Regions from separate parts of the Sus scrofa genome. Here regions 1, 2, 3 and 5 are each linked to region 4. A link is a contact called in public Hi-C and HiChIP or PLAC-seq data. All regions are on one chromosome and are shown on one strand. The core of a region is the stretch at or near the end of the contact, and the rest is flanking DNA. Distances in the headings are between cores, read along the strand shown. Region 1 holds the start of BRWD1 (bromodomain and WD repeat-containing protein 1). Region 2 holds the start of HMGN1 (non-histone chromosomal protein HMG-14). Region 3 has its middle 41 kb from the start of PSMG1. Region 4 holds the start of ETS2 (protein C-ets-2). Region 5 holds the start of ERG (ERG, ETS transcription factor).

Region 1 (2,700 bases), core at 106-2,605, 430 kb before region 4:
TTAAAAACTGGCAGGTATATGGCGCTTATGTACCCTAAGAACACTTATTAACCCATTATGGTCCCCCTATGAAGTGGGCACACATACTATCTACAGCTTACAGGTGAGGAAAATAGAAGCTCAGAGGTTGTGACGTGCTCAAAGTCACACTTTCAGCGGGTAAAGGCCCAGGGTTAGTCCCAACCCAGAGTCTGATCTGAACCCAAATGTTTCATCTCTTGAAGCTCTGGAGGTTATCAGACTGCCTAGGAACTGGAATTACAACGTCTGCTCCATAGGGCCCGGTTTTGCTCCCTGCTGTGCTTTAGGGCTCAGAATAGGGCAAACCGGGTACGTTGGCCGAAGGAATGTGGTTAGATTAGAAGCCCGCCACGGGCATTAAGGGAATTTTGGGGGACCCTGGTCCACTGCTCCAACCTCAAGTCCTACGACTGTTTCCCAAGAGAATCCCACTTGCCCACGGCTCCCCGCGGGCGTCCCCCGAGAGGTGGCCGCTGCGTGTCTGCACTGCCCGCTTCCTCCCACCCTCCTCGCCCGGCTAGGTCGTCGCCGGCCCTGGGCTGCTCCCTCCTAGCCAGGTTTACATCCTCTGCGATGCACTGCGTTTTCTTTGACCCTTTCTCGGGGGCTGCGGGCTCCGGCAGGACTGCGGCTCTGTCCCACGGCTCTCCTTCCCCCGCATGCGGCAACCCGGCTCTGCCCTCCGAGCCAGAGAGTCAGCGTCCGCGGACCCCTGGCCTCCCCATCCCGCGGCGTTCCTCACTCCTCCTCCCCTCCCGGCGGAAAGCTTCTCGGCCCGGCGTTCTCATCTGGGTGGCACGATCTCGGTTTTAAGGGTGTTCCGTCCTCGAAGCGAACCATCTTTCCCGGGGGGCAGACACACTGGCCCCGGATGAGCGTCCGTGAGTGTCCCTTCCGAGAGCCCGAAGCGGGCGACCCCGCCGCACCCGCTGCGGGTCCTGGGCCCCTGACGTCCCGGATGGAGACGCTGGGTTCCGGCCGGGGGAGCGAGGACCTGTCCCCGTCCCTGCCCCCACCGCGGCCCCCGCCCGACCTCCGCCCCCGGCGCCCGCCCCGCCGCGCAGCCGGGCCGCCGCCTCACAATGGCCGGGAGCCGCTTCACCGCGCGCAGGGATCCCGGCCACGCGCGCGCCCCTCCCCCACCGGCCGCCCGAGCCGGGCCCGGCCCCCAGCGCACACAGTGTCCTCTCTGCGCCCCCCGAGGGAGAGGAGAGGGAGGCGAGGCTCGCCCTTCCTGGCGGGGTCGGACCGTCGTTCGTCCGGTGGCACGGGCGGCGCCCACAGAGGGACTACTTTCTCTCCCCTGGAGGCACTACTTCGCGGAGGCGTCGGCGCTGGCGGCGCGCACGGCATGGCGGCGGCGGCGGCGGCGGCAGCGGCGGCGCGCCTGAGGTAGAGGAACGCCGGCCCGGTCAGGCCTCGGCGCGGCCTACACGCTTCGCTCGCCCGCTCCCGCCCCGGCCCCGCGCCCGGCCATGGCGGAGCCCTCGCCCGCCCGACGCCCGGTGCCCCTCATCGAGTCGGGTAAGACGCGCCGCCCGCGCCCTCCCCGCGGCGCCCCCGCCCCGGCCCCCTCCCCGCCACCCTCCCGCCCGCGCCTGACCCGACTCCCCGTCTCCCCGCAGAGCTGTACTTCCTCATCGCCCGGTACCTATCGGCCGGCCCGTGTCGGAGAGCCGCCCAGGTGAGTGCGGGCCCGCGGGCGGCGGCGGCCGCGCCCCGGGGGTCCCGGCCCCGCCGCCGCCTGGGGTCTCGGGAGGAGGGCGCCGGGCGGACCGGGGTGCGGCCCCCGCCCCCCTAACTGCGCGTCTCGTCGGCTGCAGGTGCTGGTGCAGGAGCTGGAGCAGTACCAGGTCTGTGCTTCGCGGCCTCGCCCACGCCCGTCCCGCCGCGTCCCCTGCGTCCCCTCCCGGCCCTGCCTGGGGCCGCTCGTCCGGCTCCCCGCCCCGCGTCCCCGCCGCCCCCCACCCCGTTGCGCCCCGCCACCCCCCGCTCGGTGGTCACTCGTGTGCATCTTGGGTCTTTGCAGCTGCTGCCGAAGAGGTTGGATTGGGAGGGCAACGAGCACAACAGGAGCTACGAGGAATTGGTGAGACTTTTGACATTTCCATCCCGGTGTTTCCGAGCACCCGCCCCCCGCCCCCTTTTCGGGGCTCCCGCCGGAGGGGCGAAGTGACCGAGCCGCGCGCGGAGGGGGCGGCCAGGCGGCCGAGGCATCCCTGGGACAGCGGGACCGCCTCCCGTAGGCTTTGTTTTGCTTTGGGGAGGCCGGGTTTGTTTGGGTAGGAAACGGCCCTGGGGGGCGGCCGGGTGGAGGTGGGGGCGACCTGCGCCGCGGTTTGTGGCGGGGTGGGTCCCCAGGTGCGGCTGCCTATGGTGAGAGCCGGGGGCTCGCCAGCCATTCAGCGAGCTGCTCTCAGCCGTGTTTGTCCTGAACCCGACTTGTAACTCGACCTTTGATTGGTCTTCCTCCTTTTGCCCCGCCCAGATCTTCCAACCACTTGTTCCCTAGGAATAGAAGCGTTGGTGTTTGAAAGGTGGAGGAAGGTTCCTCTCTAGCTTTTGGTTTATTTTGTTTTTTTCTTTTTTCCTCCGCGGAGTAATAAAAACCCTGCTGCTTTGAGACTGTGCCACTCCTGCAATACTTTCGCCGTTCTAAACTGTGTTACACTTGTTGAA
Region 2 (2,700 bases), core at 158-2,657, 480 kb before region 4:
TGCAATTGTAAATTGAAAGGTCAGGAAAGGCCTCAACAAGAGGGTGACATTTGTGCATGGACCCAGAGGAGGAGAGCACTGGTCTGAGGCAGAGCATGGAGCAGAGGGACAGCAGGTGATTAGGCCTGAAGCAGGAGCTGCCCAGCCTATTTGAGGCTGGGAGGTGACACGGGGTAAGCAGTGGTGAAAGTCGTTTGAAGCGGGCCAGAGTGCAGAGATCTTTATAAACCACCCTTAAGAACTTTAGACTTTCTTCGGTGAGAAGGGAAGGCATTAGTTATTGATCAGGAGTTAAGAGACTGACTAGGGACTTTCAAAATCCACTTCTTGGGTAAAGAGCGGCCTCATTCTTTTCCGCAGTGGCTCATTATTCCACTAGGCGAAAGCGTCATAGCTTATCCGGGCGTCTCAAATGATGGACATTTGGTCTGTTTCCAATCTTTCTGACTCAAAAGTACTCCAGTGTTTCTTCCTCCCCAAGAATTAATTCCAGCTGACAATTTTCCGATTAAGAGCTTTTTTTACAGTAATCAATCTGCCCTTTTAAACATAATTTTCTTTTGGTTACTTGTGATCTCACTGGTTCCGAGGTTTCCAGCTCAGATCCCCAGCCAGAAGCTCTTTTTCTATCTCGGAAAGATGCTTAGGTGAGCAACTGGTTAAAACGGGCACGAGCTGGATGGCCCTACTCCGCACTTCACTTCTGTGCAGGAGGGACCGGCCGGCCCAGAGAGCGGTTTCGAGTCCTGGGGCCGGCAGCCTCCGGGACTCAGGAGCCCACTAGCCTCCTGAGACGAACCGCCAGCACCCCCAGCCCCTAAGGGAACGGATAACCTAAAAGAAACTGCACAGAAACAGCTGACCACGAGCAACCCAGCAGGGTAGCAGGGCCGCGACTCCAGGGACGTCGCAAAAACCCGCGCCTGCGCAGTGCAGCCCCGCGCCGACTTTCCTTCCCACGACCTCCCCTTCCGCGCCTGCGCACTAGAATCCGCCTCCTGCAGGCCAGCGAGGCTGAAGACCTATTAGCCTTTCTTACCAACTGAGGTGGAAGAAGTTGGTTCATATTTGAACGTGTTATCTCTTCCTTCCCAGTCTGTGAGACTAACTAAAACCCTTCCAACCCAATTCACCCTACAGGAAAGGGACTTGATCCCCGGGCTTTCTTGGCTCTGGCTGGCGCCCAGGTAGCCAGGGGGGTTGTGGGCGGGCTCACCCGGAGACCACGTGGCGGGCCTCAGCCAATCGGCGCTCAGACCGCACTTTGCGGCTCGGCTTCAAACAAACTACCGTGAGGCGAGGGCGGCCCGTGGGGCCCCGCCCCCTCGCCTGGGTCTGGGGCCCCGCGAGACGGCGGGCGGGGTGGGGGCGCCGAGAGCGGGGGCGGGGCGCAGTGGTCGAGTGACGGCCGGCCTCACCTATTCCGGGCGCTGGCCGCGGCACGGTGGGCCCCGCAGCCAATGGGCGTGGGTGGGGGCGGGGGGCGGCCCGGCTGGAGGGGAGGGGGAGCCTGCGGCCGGGGGATGCGGGGGGAGGAGGGGGCGGGCTCCCAATCCGGTTCCATCCGGTTCTCCCACCGCCCCCGCCGCGGGTCCCAGCAGCTCCGGCGGCGGGAGGAGCGGCAGCGGCCAGGCAGCCCAGATTCGCGAAGGCTCTCGGCGCGCCGCGGACCGCAGGCACCCGGCACGCGCCCGCGCCCTCGCCACGATGCCCAAGAGGAAGGTGAGCGGCGGCCGCGGCCCGCACACGCCCCCTCCGCCGCCCGGCCGCGGCGCCCAGCCAGGCAGGCCCAGGCCCCGCCGCGCCCTCGGCGGCGCTGGGCCCGGGAGGCGCCGCGGGCCGGCGGAGGGCGGGCGCGCACCGGCATGGGGCGCGCGGTTCCGGAACGTTCGGCGGCCCGCGGAGCCGGGTGGGAGATTCGAACGCGGCGGCGGGAAGCCGCTGACGTCACGCGGCCGGGTATTGTTCTCGCGGGCGCAGGGCGCGCGGGCACTTTTGTTTGCGGGCTGCGCCCACTCGCTGTCTGCTTCCTCCCGCAGGTCAGCTCCGCCGAGGGGGCGGCAAAGGAGGAGGTAAGAGCCCCCCGCCTGTCCCGGGGTGGGTTCGGTTCGCCCCGCGTCCCGTGCGTCTTACTCATTCTGCTTTTCTTTCCCGAAGCCCAAGAGGAGATCGGCGAGGTTGTCAGCTGTAAGTAAAGTGAGCCCCCTAACCTTCCTTTTCCGTGGGATCCTAGCGCGGGAAGAAACTCAGTGCTACCTTTGCCTTTCAGAAACCTGCTCCTGCAAAAGTGGAAGCGAAGCCAAAAAAGGCGGCAGGAAAGGTAGGTTTCCAACTTCAACCCTAAGAGACCGTGGTGTCTTCGAAATGCCGCGGTGCTACCTTAACGCACGTTGCCGGCGGCGGCCAAGACCTTGACTTTGAGTATCAAAATTGTCTACAGTTTGACGTCATAATCTCCTGGAAAGTCGGGATTTGACCACGTTTAGCACTGTGATTTAAGGTTTTTATAATATGAGTAAAGAACATTTTTCCGGCCTGGGTAAGATATGGTGGATGTAGTGATTATCCCGGTTAATGGAGATAGAATGTATCACAGTAATGCTGCTGCAGAATTTGGGAAACTTAAGACGGCCGCAAATACTGGGAGACTAACTTTGGCTTTCCAGGGAAATCCATTCTTTGTGTTGTGCTCCTTATGGC
Region 3 (2,700 bases), core at 170-2,669, 270 kb before region 4:
CCCGTTTCTCCCAGTCGTGAACCAGTTTGTGCCCACTGCAGGGGTCCACAGCCTCACCAATGCTTGGTATTCCTCACATGGGCATTTGGGCAGCTGTGTGGGATTTTAGGTTGCACTTTCTCTTTCTTTCTTCTTTTCTTTGTCTTTTTTTTTAGGGCTGCACCCACGGTATATGGAAGTACCCAGGCTAGTGGGGGAATCAGAGCTGCAGCTGCCAGCCTACACCACAGCCACAGCAACGCAGGATCCAAGCCACGTCTGCAACCTCAAGGCAACGCTGGATCTTTAACTGACTGAGGGAGGCCAGCGATTGAACCTGCATCCTCGTGGAAACTAGTTGGGTTTGTAACCTGCTGAGCCACAATGGGAAGTCCTGGGTTACATTTTTTGATGACTAAGGACCTTTGGCATTTTTCCGAATGTTTTACTTAATTGGAAAAAAATTAAATACGCGCGCGCGCGCGCGTGTGTGTGTGTATGTGAGAAGAGGGAGTGGAATACATAGAAGGGTGGAACCACAAAACCCCAGGGCCGGCCCCAGCCCGAGTCCTCAGCAACGTGGCGCCTTTCTTGGGCTTCTCAGGCCCCCACCCTTCACGATGCCAGGAGCTGGGGTCGCCTTTCTGTCGCCAAGCTGGGAAACAGTGCAGCAGAAAGCCTCTAGATGGCGCTGAATCCCGGAGGTTTAGATGTCAAGGCCCTTTCTATAGGGTCCAAGGCAGCATCCCGACCCGACTTTGACCTGCTTTGCAAGCTGAGCCCTGCCTGGCACCTGGGTTCAGAGATGCTGTGGGAGGTGTGCACGCACACGTGTCTGTGTGTGTGTGTTTCCTGTGTGTGTGTAGGGTGTGTGCGTGGGGTGCGTGTGGTGTGTGTGTGTGTGTGTGTGTGCCGTGGGTGTTGGGGAGGGTGTGTATGCTGTGTTGTGTGTGCTGTGTGTGTGTGTGTGTGTGGGGGGTGCTGGGGTTGGGGGGAAGGGGAGGGCATCCCGTATTCCAGAAGGAGAGTGGGTTCTTGCTGGGTCAGGAAGTGGTGCCAGAATCTCTTAGGAGACAGTTCCCCCGAAGGACACAGGTACGCAAATGACTTCAAGTTCAAAACTCAAAAGGCACAAAGAGACTCAGAGTAAAGCAAGCGTCCCTTCCACTCTGTCCCCAGCCTCTGCTTGTCCCTCTTCTGCAGTGGAAATAAACACAGTGAAACAAAGGTATGTAACGTGTGTGTCTGTGCGCCCGCGGGGGTCTTGCCTGGAACCCCAGGAGCATCTCTTGCCGCCTGGGCGCCCGCTGGGTCTGCAGCCCTCACCCGGCGGATGGTTTCCTGCCGCCACGAGGGGTGGGGAGGCTCTAGCCGCTGAGGTTCCCCCCACACATAGGCACACACGTTGCTTTCCTTCGAGTTCCTTCCAAGGTTGGCTATTTACAGATGTGGGCGTGGTCCCTCCAAAAGGGCCTCCCCTTCCCTTTGAAAATGGAAATCGCGCTTCTTAGCATTGTTCCTTTTGCCTTGGCGGATGCTTTCTCAAATGGAAAAATACCATAAATATACTCAGGAAAAAAGTCATATCTTGCTCCCCAATTATTTGAGGGACAAAAGGTCAGATTTCTTAAATTGGAGTCTGCAGTTTCACCTTTTCCCGCCTCAGTCGTTTCCCAGGCGGGCAGGTGCTGGGACCTGCGCGGGCCACCCCGACCAGCCTGGGTCTAGACTCCCAGCTGCGGGTGCCCGGCTGCCTCCAGCTGGACGCGCTCTCCTGGAACACAGATCTGAGCGTGTGCATGTGCAGGTGTATGTGAGAGAGGTCTGGTTCCTTTTTGGGGGGTAATTTTGGGGAAAGCAATCATTACCAGTTAGGGTGGAAAATAAGCTCCCTTTCTTCTTGACGGTGAGACTGAGGGATGCTGGCTGAACCCTCCGTGTCTTTCTTAGATGTTCAGCGCCACTTTGGCTGTGCGTGTGGGCGAGTCTTCTAGTTCTCTGATGACTTTAATTTTGGCAGATGGGCTGGGGTGCACGGAGAAATGTCCACGTGTGCTCCATGTGCCAGAAACGAGTTGGCTCTGTTTCCTTAAATTGGAATACCTGAGCGTGTTCAAAGATGGTTCTTTGCATCCACAGTGAGACCTGTGCCAGGGCTGGGGTGGGGCTTGCACCCCAGACCTCCTCCAGCGGGACCAGTGGCCCCTGGTGGCCTCTTGGGGTGTGACTTTTGAGTATAGTACTGATGATATGGGATCTGAGGCTCTCCCCTGCCCTTCAAACCCAGTGCTGGCATCAAAGCAAGGGGTGAACCGCTTCTGGGGGAGGGTCTGCCGAGCTGGGAGAGGGGCTTGGGTCTGAGTGCCTCTGCTCCAGAGTGACTCTTCTTTAAAGATGCCCTCAGTGGCTTCTTTAAACCGGGGGATGGTGGGGAGTTGTGGCTCGGCAGGTTACCAACCCGACTAGGATCTATGAGGAGGAGGATTTGATCCCTGGCCTTTGCTCAGTGGGTTAAGGATCCGGTATTTCCGTGAGCTGTGGTGTAGGTCGCAGACACGGCTGGGATCTGGCGTTGCTGTGTCTGTGGTGTCTGCCGGCGGCTACAGCTCTGATTCCACGCCTAGCCTGGGAACTTCTATGTGCCGTGGGTGCAGCCCTAAAAATAAAAATAGAAAATAAAATACAATAAGATGCCCTTGGCATCATTGTGCACCCCCCCTC
Region 4 (2,700 bases), core at 142-2,641:
TATTTTCCTGCAGGACCCAGAGCGCTAACATTTATTGTACTGTGATATTATTCAGAATTTTAATAAACCTTAACTGGGAGATTTCTCTCTCTGATCGGCGGTGGTGTGGGCAGGCACAGGGCGCACAGGCGCTTCCACTGTGCGGAACAAACATCATCTCTCAGTGGTAAATTAAAATAAATTACCTCTCAATCCAAAGGGGGGACTGGCTCACTTCTTTACTTTCTAAATAAGTCGCACGTCAACTACTATTTTAGGATACCCTATAATTGAATACAGGATAATATAAAAAAATCTCTTGTGCTTTAAAAAACACACACGCACAATCGCTGTTACCTCTTCATCTAAAATGCTGTAAGAACCGGGAAAGGCAGCTTGGCGCACCTACATCCCCACTTCCGACTGGCTCCCCAGGTTCGCCTAGCAGGACCGAGGGCCCGAGATATAGAGGACCTGGGGCGCCCACGGGGGTCTCGCTCGAGCGCCAGGACCCTCCCGGCGCCTCCCTCGCCCGCCGCCCCGGCCGGGCCCTGGACGTGGCGGAGCAGGTGACCGGGGGGTTGGGATCCGCCTGTTTTCGGGGATCCGTAGCTTCCAAGGTGTTTCATGCGCCCCTAGACCCCGATCTGCCCGGGCCCGGCGCCCTCCAGTAAGTCACCCACAAACCCGGGCGCGCCGGGGCCCCTCCGACACCCTCTCCGGCGTCCCCCAGCCCCTTCGCGATATCAGGTCTCCCAGGCGCCCACTGGCAAGGGCCCCCCACCACGCCCGCGTTTCCTTTTAAGACAAAAGCAAGTGAAACAAGTCGGCGCGCCCCGCCCGCCCCAGCCGGCTCGGCGACCCCAGAACCGCGGCCCAAGTTCGCAGCCGGCTCCGCGCGTCATCGCCGGGCCCACTCCGCGCCCCACTTGCCGCCCCCAAAGCCACTGGGCCATCCATACCACGAGCTGAGCGGATCGGATCTCAGAAGCGCGACCCCTGGATCCTAGGAATAGCCGCCACCCCTCCGGGACCCCGGCTGCGCCCTGGGATCCGGCTCTCCGCGCCACCCACGTCCTCCACGCCGTTTCTGGATCCCTCGGCAGAGGAACCGGGGCCCGGAGGGCGCTCCCCGCCGGACCTGCCGGACCCTGGCCGCCCACCCGGCCCGACCCTGCTCTTACCGCGCCGCTTCGGGCAGGGCGGCCGGCGACTCGGGGCCCGGACTCCTCGGTGCGCGCCGGGGAGGGCGCGGGCGGCGGGGCCGGGACGCGGGGAGGGCGCTCGGCAGGCCTGAGCCGGCAGGGAGCGGCGGGCGGCGGGCTCCGGGAGCTCAGGGCTGGGGCGATACCGCGCTCCGCGCCGCCGCTGGAGGAAGTAACTGGCCGGTCCCCTTCGCTGCGCGCTCTTCAGGAGCCGGGGGAGGACGGAGGAGGGAGGGGAGGCGACCGCGGGGAGGGGAGGAGGGGGGCGGGGGAGGGGAAAGGCGAGAGGGGAGGGGAGAGGGGAGGAGATCGGGAGGGGAGGGGTGGGGGTGGAGAAGGGAGCAAAGTCGCGAGAGGGCGGGAGCAGGGGAGGGGGGAAGCCGAGGGGAGGGGAGCGGAGTGGAGGCGGGGGGAGGAGAAGAGCAGGGGGCGGAGCCAGTCCTTCCAAGCCCGGCCTCGCTCGGCGCCCGCTGTCACTGGGCTCTGTCCCTTGCCTGCGGTTCGGGGGGCCGTGGTGGGCCGGGGACCCCGAGGACTCGAGCCCTGTGTGTGTCCCGGGAGCTCAGAAGGAGAGTCTTTCTTTGGTTTCTTCCGCTGGTGCGGAGACTTTAACACCAAAACCTGTCCTGGCAGGACTGGAGCAGTGCTGGTGCCACCGAGCGGCCACAGGGCTTGGGTCATAAGGGACTATTTCTGGCCCAATTCTTGGACCTCTTCGTGGACTTCTGACTCTTCTGTCCTGAAAAGACACTAAAAGACATGATAGACGTACAAGGTGGGCCCTTTTCTGGGTCACAGAGCGCCCCTCTGCTCCGGGAAGCCCTGTTCCTACCGCCTCCGAGGAAGTGGCGCCCCCTAGAGTTGAGCGGTGTCTTAGTAGGAACCAGCCTTTGAAAGAGCTTCCCTGGGCTCATTCTCAGGATAATTGTCCTCACATTAAACATGAGGGAATGGGCCCTTTGGGTAAATAACTTGCCGAGTCATAGGACGTGTGAGTGGGAAATTCAGGGTTGAAACTCCAGGCTATCTGACTTCCAACTATGGTCAAAACCGTCACCCTTCCCCCCCAGAGTTTCCATTTTTAGCAGGAGATACTTGAGTCCATGGCTAGAAATGCACACATTTCCTATTCAGATTCCGGTCACATTCTCAGTATTTATTTATCTATTTATTTATTTGTCTTTTCTCTCTTTTTCACGGCACCGGCGGCATATGGAGATTCCCAGGCTAGGGGTCCAATCGGAGCTGTAGCTGCCAGCCTATGCCAGGGCCACAGCAACACTGGATCCGAGCCGTGTCTATGACCTACACCACAGCTCAGGGCAATGCCGGATCCTCAACCCACTGATCGAGGTCAGGGATGGAACCTGCGCCCTCATGGATGCCAGTCAGGTTCGTTAACTGCTGAGCCACGACGGGAACTCCTTGGAGAAATATTTAGATGCCCAGGGGTGGATAGAAAATACAATAGCTCAGCTTAGGCAAGGCCAGGGACTGCAGTGCTGTGAAGGGAGAG
Region 5 (2,700 bases), core at 88-2,587, 340 kb after region 4:
TCTTTCTTTTTCTTTCTCTTTCTTCTCTTTTTCTCTTTCCCTCTTTCTCTTCTCCTCCTCCTCCCCGTCCTCCTCTTCATCTTTCCTCCTTCTGTCCTAATACAAGAGGGAAATCATGGGATCAGTAAAAGATACAGAACCTTGGGCTCCTTCCTAGAGCTCTGACGTGGGCAGGCGTGAAATCGATTCCCTGACTGTCCTGCCTCTGAAACCGGGAGGAGCTGGATGACTCAGGGTTTGGTCTATTGTGTTCTGCGGGTCCCCTTTGGAGACCACACCTCTTCACTGGCCCAGCTTTCGTGTAGCTAAATTCAAAGCAAAATGTTGTTTCTTCCAGAGAACAAGTAATTTCCTGAAAATGAGTAATTAAAAGGCCTGCCATCCTCTCAGGAATGTTCAGGCCTCCATGAGCTGCATTTCCTCCGTCCGAGGGGCAAACAGACGTGTGGCCCTGAACTTAACGGCTCAGATTTTAAAACACTGAACTGGAGGATGTGGCATCTCTGTGTAGCCAGGAGTTCTGTTGGGGTCCGTCTGGAACATGGACCTTTGTCAGAGGGGGGCCAGCTCGCTGCCATTAGAACGTGTTTGTGTCACTTCGAGTCTTGGGATTTTCAACGGATATTTGAAAACAAGGATTCGACAGGTTTATTCTCCCCTTTCCTTCTAGTTCCTTGCATTCTAGAGTCTGTGCATTTTCTCCTGGCTTTTGTGGACCCAGGAGCAACTACCTGTGTTGCAAGGAGAAAATGAAACTGCTCTGGAACACTCGCTGGAGGTGGTGAAGGGATAAACGTCCTCAAAAATCCGCAGGCGAATGGCGGCGACTAAGCGGGGTCCCCCCTGAACATGAACTAAGTACCGCCTGCAAAGTTTCCTTTTAAGAGAAGAGAAGCCGGGAGTGGGATGGGGGGTGTGGGGGGCTCAAGTCCCGGGTCCCAGGCGTGTGGCGGGTCTTCTGGCGAGACACAGGCGAGAGGGCCCGTCTGTCACCCGGCTGCAGGGTGCCCTCCACGCCCAGGGCAGAGGTGCTCGCCGCCCACGCGAAGCCACACCGAGTCCCGCCACATCTCACATCTGCATCCTGCCTGGGGTGGCGTGTCACACGGCGGCACACCGGGTCACACCTGCTGTGGCCATCCCGGGCCCAGGCAATTGATGTCTTTTTTTTTTTTTTTTAATTAAAAAAAAAAATCTCCTGGCTGCATATCATCAAGAAAAACAACATTGTTTTCGGGGCCTCTTATCTCTCCACTCCCAAATATCCTGTTTCTTCGGGCTGGGCCGCCAGGACCAATAGAAACCTCTTCCTGCCATTGGCTGACTTCATTTCCCAGACTTAGCACAATCTCATCCGCTCTAAACAACCTCATCAAAACTACTTTCTGGTCAGAGAGAAGCAATAATTATCATTAACATTTATTAACGATCAATAAACTTGATCGCATTATGGCCAGCACTATTAAGGTAAGGAGAGGGTTCCTTTTCATTTGACAAAATCTCGTGCTTGTTACCCTTTTCTTTGGTTTCCTTTATCAAGGCAGATAAGTCAGGGTTGGGCAACACCCCCACTGCCACAATAGAGGACAACAAGATTTCCTTTGCACTGCCTAGTAAATTTCCTTTTTCCTACTCCAACCATCCGCAAGGCTTAAAAACTTCAAACTCGGAAAAAAATTGGGGTTTCTAAATTCCCTGTTGAGGGCTGTGGATGACTTTTGCAAAAGCTGTACAGGGCGCGTCTGAATTTTCATTTTCTTTACCTGTCTCGAGCGGGGCCGCGCGCGTGTCCGCTGGAAGGGAGTGGACTCGGAGCGGCTGGAGGGCCGGGTCCGAGGCAGAGCTGGGCTTGGAGATGCTGCCCTGGCGCACGTTCTCGAAGGCCTCCCTTAGCTTCAGGGGGGTCCGCCGGGTCCCGGTGGACGCGAAGAAAGATGCTGGGCAAGTGGCCGTCGGTCGTGGCACATGCCAGTGTTGACTTGGATTTTTTTTTTTTTTGGAACCTGCATGCCGAGAGCGGAGGGTTCGCGTATAACCCAGATGGTGGTGATTCGGTGTGTTCGGTTCTGTATTTCTGTTTAATAAAGTCCCTTCTCCTCGGTGCACTGTGAGTAGACTTTCTTCCTCGCGGTGGTGACGGCTGCTTGGTGGGAACCGGGAAGCAGTGGCTGGCAGGTGCTCTGTGCTCTGGGGTCTGTGGTCCGATGTGATGTTTTTCTCACAAATGTTTCTGGTAAATAACATGGCGAGACTCAGGTGGAGGTGAATCCAGGTAGGTAGAAATGTAAACACGGCCTGATTCCTGAAAGTGAAGCCGACTTGATGATTCCTGTAACTCGGTGGCATGGGATCCATGAAGGGGTCTGTTACCATATTTTTCAAGGCCCCCGTGCCTTGGTGACCTTTGGAGAAAATGCGAAAAAGGCAGCAGCAGAAACAGATCCTGAAAAGAGGATAAAGGAGGGTTTTATTGGTGGCGTGCCTAGAGTGTGGCTGCGTGTAGGTGAGAGGCATTTGATTGTGGTTTCATCAAGGGCTTCTGTTAATTAGAAAGCTCAGGAATATGAGGTTTGTCCGGAATGGGGCCAAAACAATTTCAGAAATCCTCCTTGGTTGGGTATTTGAAAGGTTTGTTTGAAAGGATTTAATTACTACCTATGGTATAAACTGTATTTCAGAAATTCTCTTCAGTTTCCGTTT

The links. A called contact is a pair of places that touch in the nucleus more often than the background predicts. HiChIP or PLAC-seq counts read pairs in DNA pulled down with a chosen protein or histone mark.
Region 1: a contact with region 4 is called in an H3K27ac HiChIP or PLAC-seq map of alveolar macrophages. The contact joins the promoter of BRWD1 here to the promoter of ETS2 in region 4. A contact is called at or near these places in 1 of 47 Hi-C or Micro-C datasets (heart right ventricle) and 1 of 2 datasets of contacts at active chromatin or transcription factors (alveolar macrophages).
Region 2: an H3K27ac HiChIP or PLAC-seq map of alveolar macrophages shows a contact between it and region 4. The contact joins the promoter of HMGN1 here to the promoter of ETS2 in region 4. A contact is called at or near these places in 1 of 47 Hi-C or Micro-C datasets (heart right ventricle) and 1 of 2 datasets of contacts at active chromatin or transcription factors (alveolar macrophages).
Region 3: an H3K27ac HiChIP or PLAC-seq map of alveolar macrophages shows a contact between it and region 4, with 10 times the contacts expected there. The contact joins the enhancer-like site here to the promoter of ETS2 in region 4. A contact is called at or near these places in 4 of 5 promoter capture datasets (fetal liver, fetal skeletal muscle, liver and 1 more), 22 of 47 Hi-C or Micro-C datasets (alveolar macrophages, blood, brain and 11 more) and 2 of 2 datasets of contacts at active chromatin or transcription factors (alveolar macrophages and skeletal muscle).
Region 5: a Hi-C map of retroperitoneal adipose tissue shows a contact between it and region 4, with 2.0 times the contacts expected there. The contact joins the promoter of ERG here to the promoter of ETS2 in region 4. A contact is called at or near these places in 4 of 47 Hi-C or Micro-C datasets (embryonic fibroblasts, mesenteric adipose tissue, retroperitoneal adipose tissue and 1 more) and 1 of 2 datasets of contacts at active chromatin or transcription factors (skeletal muscle).

What each region holds. Positions count from the first base shown.
Region 1 is chr13:202,895,200-202,897,899 of Sscrofa11.1, reverse strand. BRWD1 (bromodomain and WD repeat-containing protein 1) reads left to right here and starts at 1,355. Exons shown (of 42, transcript XM_021070988.1): 1 at 1,355-1,545; 2 at 1,647-1,705; 3 at 1,845-1,874; 4 at 2,051-2,110. The coding sequence starts at 1,497.
Region 2 is chr13:202,942,203-202,944,902 of Sscrofa11.1, reverse strand. HMGN1 (non-histone chromosomal protein HMG-14) reads left to right here and starts at 1,407. Exons shown (of 7, transcript XM_021070990.1): 1 at 1,407-1,444; 2 at 1,602-1,722; 3 at 2,040-2,072; 4 at 2,158-2,187; 5 at 2,270-2,320. The coding sequence starts at 1,708.
Region 3 is chr13:202,733,325-202,736,024 of Sscrofa11.1, reverse strand. No RefSeq gene overlaps it. Among named protein-coding and RNA genes, the nearest start is that of PSMG1, 41 kb to the left of the region's middle. Within about 2 kb of position 1,419, at least 28 of the 83 cell types and tissues checked have an H3K27ac peak or open chromatin away from gene starts, as enhancers often do. A contact at or near this core is called in alveolar macrophages, embryonic fibroblasts, liver and 3 more, where this site is marked.
Region 4 is chr13:202,463,032-202,465,731 of Sscrofa11.1, reverse strand. It overlaps ETS2 (protein C-ets-2), which reads right to left and starts at 1,391. Exons shown (of 10, transcript XM_021070986.1): 1 at 1,164-1,391.
Region 5 is chr13:202,127,973-202,130,672 of Sscrofa11.1, reverse strand. ERG (ERG, ETS transcription factor) reads left to right here and starts at 1,337. Exons shown (of 10, transcript NM_001244456.1): 1 at 1,337-1,467. The coding sequence starts at 1,450.